Regions from separate parts of the Gossypium hirsutum genome. Here regions 2 and 3 are each linked to region 1. Evidence: chromatin contacts called from public Hi-C data. All regions are on one chromosome and are shown on one strand. Each heading gives the region's core, a stretch centred on a gene start, on an enhancer-like site or on the middle of the called end of the contact. The rest is flanking DNA. Distances are from core to core; before and after follow the strand shown.

Region 1 (2,700 bases), core at 20-2,519:
GGCTGCCATAAACAAAAGTGACCAATACCGGTTGTCGAAAAGACTTTCCAAAAATTCTAAGAGTAATAAACTGAGAATGGTTACCCAAATTCCTCCAGAATAACCAACAGCTTGCACATGATGTGAGAATTCAAACCCGAGCTTAGCAATAACAGAATCAACTTTAGAACCACTAACCCTTGTTTCTAAAAGACCAACTAAGTCAGGCTTATGCTCTCTATTATATTCCCAAAAAATACGAGGAAATTTTAGGCTAGCACAACCTTGACAATTCCAACAAAAAATAGTAAAGTTCATATTTAAAATAAAAAATAACAAAATAACAAAATAAAGATACCACCAAATCATTTGGGTGCGGGTCTAGGATCACTAGTCTGACTCTCAATATTTCCTCTGATTATATCTGCTCTAGTCTCAACTTGCGACTTGACAAGATTAACCATGGAGCTAATAGCTTTTGTCAACGGAATTTTAGAAATTCTCGCATTTTTTAATTTACCTTCTTTTTCTTTGAACGAACGATTAAGAGAGGCTCCACCACAGTTATTAGCAATTTTAATCTCTGAAACACGTCCTCTGGAAATAGAAAAAGATTTGTTAGTATTAACTAAAATATTTTTCTTGTTACCTTTTTGCGTTTTAATCTCATTATTTCCCTTAAAAATAAATGCCGAATGATGCTTGGGATCTAAAAATTTTGTGTCTAATTTGACAACAGAGTCATTCAGGCCTTTGAACATAGGATTGTTGTGAATTAAATTATGACCACTATTTTCAGAGGCACCCGAATGTACAGTTGTAGTTTCCTGGTCAAAACCAATATTAGCAGAAAGGCCACTTGGACCCTATTTGTCCAAATTAGGATTCTGATCCTTAAATAAAGACTTATCCAGACCACCAAGGTTAAGTCCATTTAAAGACACATGACCATCTGGCCCAGTTCTTCCACCCCTTGGCCTACCACGCTGAATGTCCATCGGCCTGCTTGTTTGCGCCTTACCCTCTTTCAGACGCAAAGCACCTGCATTCGACAAAAAGGAAATATAATTAAAAAGGAGAAGATTAATAGGTAGGTCCTTATCTTTTTGAATAAAATCCTCTGGCCCCATAGGTCTTTTCCCCTGAGCCTTAGAAAAATTATAATCTTTTAAAATATTTTGCCCAACAAGACTTGGCCCGCTATTCCCTTTGTCCCAGAATAGGCCTAACCGACTTTCTCAAATTCCCTTCTTCTTCACGACCCAAACTAGATGAGTAGCCCGATTCTCCCTTAGAAGAACCCCTATTTTCATTCAACAAATTACCCACAGTTACTTGGTCGTTCCCCTCTTCAGTCAACCCCCCATCAGCTCCAATAATATCTCCCCCTGAGATACCATCCACCATTAATGGCGCAAATCTGGAACCCAACGGGTTCTTTCCAAGTTTCACATCTCCTTTAGCCCGACAGTCCCGTTTACCCCGCCGTGATTTTCTCTCTGCTAACATCCATGGTCCATAATCGGCGCTCTTTCCATTACTGACTTCTCCAACACCTTCCCTGTGAGCCACCGCATTTTCAGTCACCGGCCTCTCTAAAGGTACCTTAACACTCACCGTCGGGCACAGTTCTTTAACATGCCCGTATTTTTCGCAACTAAAGCAGACTGTCGGGAGCGCCTCGTATTCGACCCGTATTATGGTTCCATCAACCAAAACTTTTGTAATTCCATTCAAATTACTAACTTTTGTAATTATATGATCAGATACATTAGTGTTTTCAAATTTAATGGACAGCCGAGCAGTTAGGGCAAGTGCCCGGCTCTAAAATCGAAATATTTTTTATCTAGGTTTTTTAAAATTTTAACTTAATAAAAATAAAATTACACTATAATCTCTTAAAATTATAAAAATTTAATTTAATATTTTAAAAATTATAAAGATATAATCTATTAAAATAATAAAATTACATTTGTATTATTGTGAAAATTATAATTTAATTTCGCTCCCTTCAAATAATTTCTTACTTCGCCCCTATTAATGGATAACTTTAGGGTGTATTTGGATGAGAGATTTGTTGGAGGTATTTCATTTGTAACAAGCTTTTCAAAATTCAAAATCTGAATTAACATATTAGGATAAATATTTTAAAATTTTTTGAGTAATTTTAAGAGAGGGTTTTATTAGCTCAATTTCCTTTTTCAAATTTGACCTAAAATGGTGGATTTTTTTTTTAATTTCTCATATTTTTATTTGATTTAATACACATTGTCCTGCTATAATATAAGAACTTAAACTTCAAAAATAAATTTTATTTAATTCTAATATATATTTTAAGTTCTATTCTTTTAAAACTAGTTATAAAATTATACAAATACAATGATATTCATATTGAATTTTTTATATTATTTATTGTAATACAATTATTCTTCTTTTCTAATTAATTTTTAATTTTAAAATTTCAATAACCTAGCTTTTCTTAAATTTCGATTACAAATGTATTTTGAATTGATGGGTTCTAAAATACTAACATTTTAAAAATATAAAAAATTTTAAATTTCATCGTCCAAACAATCTCTAAGTATATAAAATCGCTAATTTTGGTAATATTATTCTTACCTTAATTTAATTATATATTTATAGATAATTTTTTAAAAAAATAAGGATTTTAAAGATAAATTAAATCGTAAAAATAAATTAAATCATTTGCAAAAATCTAAT
Region 2 (2,708 bases), core at 202-2,701, 82 kb after region 1:
AAGATAATAAAAAATAGTAAATAATAATAATAAATATAATGCTAATAAAAAATAGCAATAATAAAATAATGATATTTATACATAAATGTAAATAGAGATATAATACATAAAATATAACAATAACAGAAATATAAATAGATAAATAAAAATTAGATAAATAATAAAATAAACATAGATGAAAATATAATAATAGTAATAATACAATAGTAATAATAGTATGTTAAATAATAATAGTAAAAGAATAGTAATAATAATTACAAGAATGATAATGATAATAAAATAAAATAAAAATAATAATACTAATGTTAATGTTAATGTTAATAAAAATAAAAATAGTAATAATAGTAATAATAATAACAATAATAATAATAATAGTGTTAGACAAATTAATTTGAAAATAAAAAGGCAAAATAAGCGGAAAAAGGACTAAATTGAACCTAAAATGGAAGTTCGGGGCCAATTTGAAAATAAATAAGGAAGAAAAGGACATTATCGAATGCGTAAACAACAAGGAGGGACCAAATAGGGCAATAACCCCTTTCTCTAAAACGTGCAGCATCGAGTAGGACTCAATTGAAATCCAAGCACAAGTTCGGGGCAAAATTAAAACCAAAAAAAACTTAATTGCAAAGTAATAAAAAAGCGGAAGGGGTAAAAGTGAAATTAGTCATTCCGTTAAAAAACACGCGGATCCTGGGCCGGAGCAGGTCGGATCGGGTTAGGCTAGGCTAAAACGACGTCGTTTTATATAGCCTATATAAGTTAAAAAAAAATAAATAAATAAATAATCATTTGATATCAGTTCTTCAAAAAAAAATCCTTCTTTCTTTTATTCTCTGCAGGTCTTCTAATCCGGCGAGGGCTCCGACCAGTCACCACCATCCTCTGCCGCACCTCCGCCACCGGCGACTGCCGTGTACGACGGCCGGAGGTCAAAAATTCCCTTTTTCTCAGCGCTTTGAAAGGTACTAGTTTCTTTTTATCTTTATTGCATATATAAATATGGAAGGGAACAAATTCGTAAATTAGAAAGAAATAAAAAAAATAAAATCACCTTAGGCTTTCGATTTTGATTTTTGGTATTTTGGTTCCCTGATTGGGGGCTATTCTCTTGCTTTGGTATTACTGGAATCACTATTTTGCTTGTGTTTTAAAATCTAGTGCTTGTATTTATGAAAATTGCCGAATGTTAACAATAAATTTTGGCTTGGCTTTTTATAGTCATTTTACATGCTTTTGTTTATTATTTACTGTCTTTTCTTCATTTAATCTGCAGGTGCAAGTGGGCGGACAAGGCGGTGGCAGTAGGCGGCGCTTGTAGTGGCGGTGGCAAAGGAAGGGTTTTTCTCTTTTTTTGTTTTTTTTTTCTGATTGTTAGTTTGGGCTGGGGCTAGATTTTAGTTGGGTTTGAGTTTGATTTGTTTGGGTTAGGGCTGTAATGGGTTTTGATTTTGGGTAGGTAGTTGGGCTTATTTTATTTTATTGGGCCTGGGCAGAATTTGGGCTGTATAACTTCAATAAGAGAGGATTGAACCCTAAATCATATAATTAAGAAATGAGGTGAACATCCATCACATCACACCTCATGACTCAATTTTTTTTTATACATACAAGTTTACACGTTGTAGAATAAATTAATTTTAAATAAGATATTTTTAAGTGATAAAAGTTATAAAAAAATGAATATCAATTTGAGTGGCTATACATAAAATTAAGTGTAAGTTGGTAGGTTCATAGACTTGTAGTTACTTCTAGTTAATGATCTTTATAAATTGTGGTATCTAATTGATGGACAATCAATTTTGTATGGAACTTTTTTACTTTTTGGTCACGGATTAGGTAGCTAGGCTTGTGAACCTTGTCAATCCATATCACTCTTTTGTCTAACTACAAGTTGAATTAAGGATTGTATGTATTTTTTTATTTTTTTATTTTATCAATAACATTAAAAAATAATATTTTTAATGAAGTTGTTAAAATTAATTAGTGATAATAATGCATGAATTTTAATATAGAAACTTGGATATACCATGAAAAGATAGATTATTTTGTTTTATTAAATTGATAAAGGGAAGAAAAGTTCATAAATAAATAATGTTGTGTGATTATATTTTAATATATATATATATATTATACATTGAGATGAATTGGAAAGAGTAAAATATAAAATATTAGATTTATGAATAATACTTAAATATAAAAGCTATAAATTGTTGATTGAGTTCAAAGTTAATTTCGAAGAAATTTAAATTAACATTTTAATCATATGAAGATTTAAGATAGTTGGATAATTAATTTTGGTTGAGGAAAGATTCACTTATATCGATGTAAAATTCATATAATACTTATAAATGTGGTTGACGGAGTTAGTGACACAAATCAACTTGACACTAACTTAGTCAGGAAATTACTTAAAAACCCTTTTTAATAAAACATTAAATATTAATATAATGATATTTTTGTCTTTTACTATTTTTATATAAATATTTAAATAAAATAAATAAAAATTTTATGTTTAAGGTTTGAACCCAAACCTAACGATAATTTTACTTATAAACACTTTATCATTTTACCTATAACTCAATTTTTGTTTTTTTTTTGTATAAATATAATTTAAATATTACTTTTTTTTCTTTCACTTACACTGTGGATGTCACAAAATCTAGTATTAATACCAATGATGTGTTAATTAAAGAGGGTATCCACTT
Region 3 (2,802 bases), core at 89-2,588, 110 kb before region 1:
CAACACCATAACCCATCGAAACCATCAAAATGATAATCCAAGAAACTGTACGTTTGATAGTACCGAAGCTGACCGCCCACATGGTGATCCCAACTGGCCTGATTCCACTCTCATTGAACTCAGCATAATCGAAATACCAAAGAGCCATCTCAAGCATGCCGAGCGTTATCACTAATGTTATACAGTTTTGCAAAGGAAAAATCTCTCTCCAAAACCTTGCATACTGCGAGAACCAAAAGATTCCAAGGATCACAAAAGCAAGGGACATGAACCCGTAGAAATTCATCAGCGGGGCCATTCTACCGGGTAGATAGCCATTAGGATTTTTCCATATGGTTTTCCCCTCCACAGTCAAATCTTTAAGGTTCACATCACAGTGAATGAAGTACAAGTTATACATCCCAGTTTTAGTAATCTTTATAGACCTTGATCGCAATGTTGCAACCTCATCATCTCCATTAAAGGAGATGCCGAACACTTTGGGCCAGTTAGGATTCTCGGTGGAAGGACGATAAATAACTTCTCCTTCTAAACAAACACCGAGTTTCGCAAGATCTGCCGTGCAACAAACAGCTCTTTGTCCCCCATAAGCTGAACCCCCAATCGTGTCTCTATCTTCGACCTCGAAAACAACTGCTTGTATAGCCTTGCTGCTAAAGTTAGCAGCTTCTTTGGGTCTACGGAATGTAACCTTCTCAAAACTGGTTCAATATTACATGCAAAATAAGGCAATCAGAAGGAAGAAAATGAGGAACATAAGCAATTGCACATGAAATTTTGTTCTTTGGGTACTAAACTTCAGTTTCATTCCAGAAAACATAAACTTTAAATTCACTAGTTTTAAATTCTTTTCAAATTTGCCCTACTACTCAATTCTGAATGCAGTATCAGATCCTAATACCACACATTTCAAACAAAGATATCTACAAAACTAAGAGATCTAAAAGCTAAAAGCAGCAGATACTTACATACAAAAAGGGAATTGCAAAACGGAAAATAAAAAAAGGGGGGAAAGGGAATAAGTTACCGGATATAAGAGTCACCAATAGTGGCGGTTACATTGTAGGGGTCAGCAAAAGAAGAATAAATGCCTTCGCTGCCGCCATGGACGACGAATGCGTTGCCTTTACCCACGAATTTCTCACCATTGTACTCATGAACCGAACCGTCAACAAAGAAAACAAAGCAGAAACACAAAATGGGTAGAAAGAAGAATGAATCTCGAAGCTTAAGCATTGCCAATAAAATGAAAAAGATGGAGACTTTGGTTGGATCTGCTAATTTGCGAAGGGGGTTTTTTTTTTTGTCTTTCTAATAGAGCTAAAGGACCAAGTAAACTGTGTAAGTAGAAATTTTTAAATAATATTAGTAAGAAGGATAGGTGCGGGAGGTGAGGAGGATTTAATCCTGACCCTTAGATAATTGACTTTCTTGGTTTTATTTAAGATTAATAATTGTGAATTAAATTTTTAATAATTTAATGAGGTAATCAGATTAAGGAGAACAATGTGCATTCAGTGCTGTCGGTTTATTAATTAAAACCTGGCCAGTTTTGTTCTGTCAACCCATCAGCTGGGCTTGACTAGAGGTGATCATGGGCCGGGCCGGGCTCAAATAAAATTTTAGGCCGGTCTATTAGGTCTAGGCCTGGCCCGGCTCAAAATATGGGCCTAAAATTTTGCTTAAGCCCGGCCCGAAATAAAATTACTAAGCCCGAGCCCGGCCCGACTCATATTATTTTTTTTATTTTATTAAATAAAAAATTAAAAATATAATAAATCAAATATTTTTAAAAACATAAAAATAAATATTAAAACAAATAAAAATAATACTAAAACAATTCTTAAAACAATACACAAATTAACAATATAATAAAAAATAGTTATATTAAAAATTTAAAATAATTAAAAATAAAATAAAAAATATATTAATATATAATTCGGGCCGGGCCAGGCCCGGGTCAAAAAACTCTTACTCGAGGCCCGGCCTGTTTTTTAAACGGGCCTCATTTTTTTGCCCAAGCCCATTTTTCGGGCCTATATTTTTACCTAAACCCTCCCATTTTTCGGGCGGGTCGGGCCGCCCAGCCCATGATCAGTTCTAGGCTTGACCAATTTCTTTTTATTAAAAATAATAAATTCAATATTTTGTTTCTATTTTTAAAATTTGGTGATGAAATAAAAATATTGATAAATTAAAATTATATCCATTTTTTAAATCTCAATTTCGATTTTTAAATTTATTACAAATATTTGAATTTGTTTGGAATGCCTAATTTTCAATTTCATTAAATGCTATGTGTCTTCAAGTATTTTTAACATTTTATATGGTTTTTAATTGAAATCTAATTTAAAAAAATTGAATGATACCAAATAGTGGTGTTCATAAGTCGGGCTTAAGCATGATATTAATACACTTTATGTTTCCTTAAGTTTGGCTCAACTCGAAATATAAACTTAAAATTAAATTTTATCCGAATCTGTCTATTTTTGCAAAAGTTTTCCCATATTATTTTTAATTTTAAAAAATATTTATATTATATTATTTTAATATTTAATAATTTTATATATTTTTTATTTATTGAAATTTTTTACATAGTCATCTTAACATTATTTTAATATTTATATCAGAGTAGTATTACATATTTAGTGTATGTTTATTTTTTTAATATATTCTAAATTATATAATATATAAAAATAATATAATATAAAGTATTATAAACTTAAAAACGTGTCAGGCCAAGTCAGGGCTTGAATGTTGAAGTCCGAGTTTAACCCATATTTTATATGAGTCTAATTTTTT

The links. A called contact is a pair of places that touch in the nucleus more often than the background predicts.
Region 2: a Hi-C map of leaf shows a contact between it and region 1, with 4 times the contacts expected there. The contact joins two enhancer-like sites. A contact is called at or near these places in 4 of 34 Hi-C or Micro-C datasets (anther, callus and leaf).
Region 3: a Hi-C map of leaf shows a contact between it and region 1, with 3 times the contacts expected there. The contact joins the promoter of LOC121208594 here to the enhancer-like site in region 1. A contact is called at or near these places in 18 of 34 Hi-C or Micro-C datasets (callus, hypocotyl, leaf and 2 more).

Annotation. Positions count from the first base shown.
Region 1 is chrA10:6,029,865-6,032,564 of Gossypium_hirsutum_v2.1, reverse strand. No RefSeq gene overlaps it. Among protein-coding and RNA genes, the nearest start is that of LOC121208590, 45 kb to the right of the region's middle. Within about 2 kb of position 1,269, at least 8 of the 9 cell types and tissues checked have an H3K27ac peak or open chromatin away from gene starts, as enhancers often do. A contact at or near this core is called in hypocotyl and leaf, where this site is marked.
Region 2 is chrA10:5,948,169-5,950,876 of Gossypium_hirsutum_v2.1, reverse strand. No RefSeq gene overlaps it. Among protein-coding and RNA genes, the nearest start is that of TRNAS-GCU, 9.1 kb to the left of the region's middle. Within about 2 kb of position 1,451, at least 1 of the 9 cell types and tissues checked has an H3K27ac peak or open chromatin away from gene starts, as enhancers often do. A contact at or near this core is called in leaf, where this site is marked.
Region 3 is chrA10:6,135,386-6,138,187 of Gossypium_hirsutum_v2.1, reverse strand. It overlaps LOC121208594 (transmembrane protein 87A), which reads right to left and starts at 1,338. Exons shown (of 5, transcript XM_041079692.1): 1 at 1,028-1,338; 2 at 1-701. The coding sequence starts at 1,236.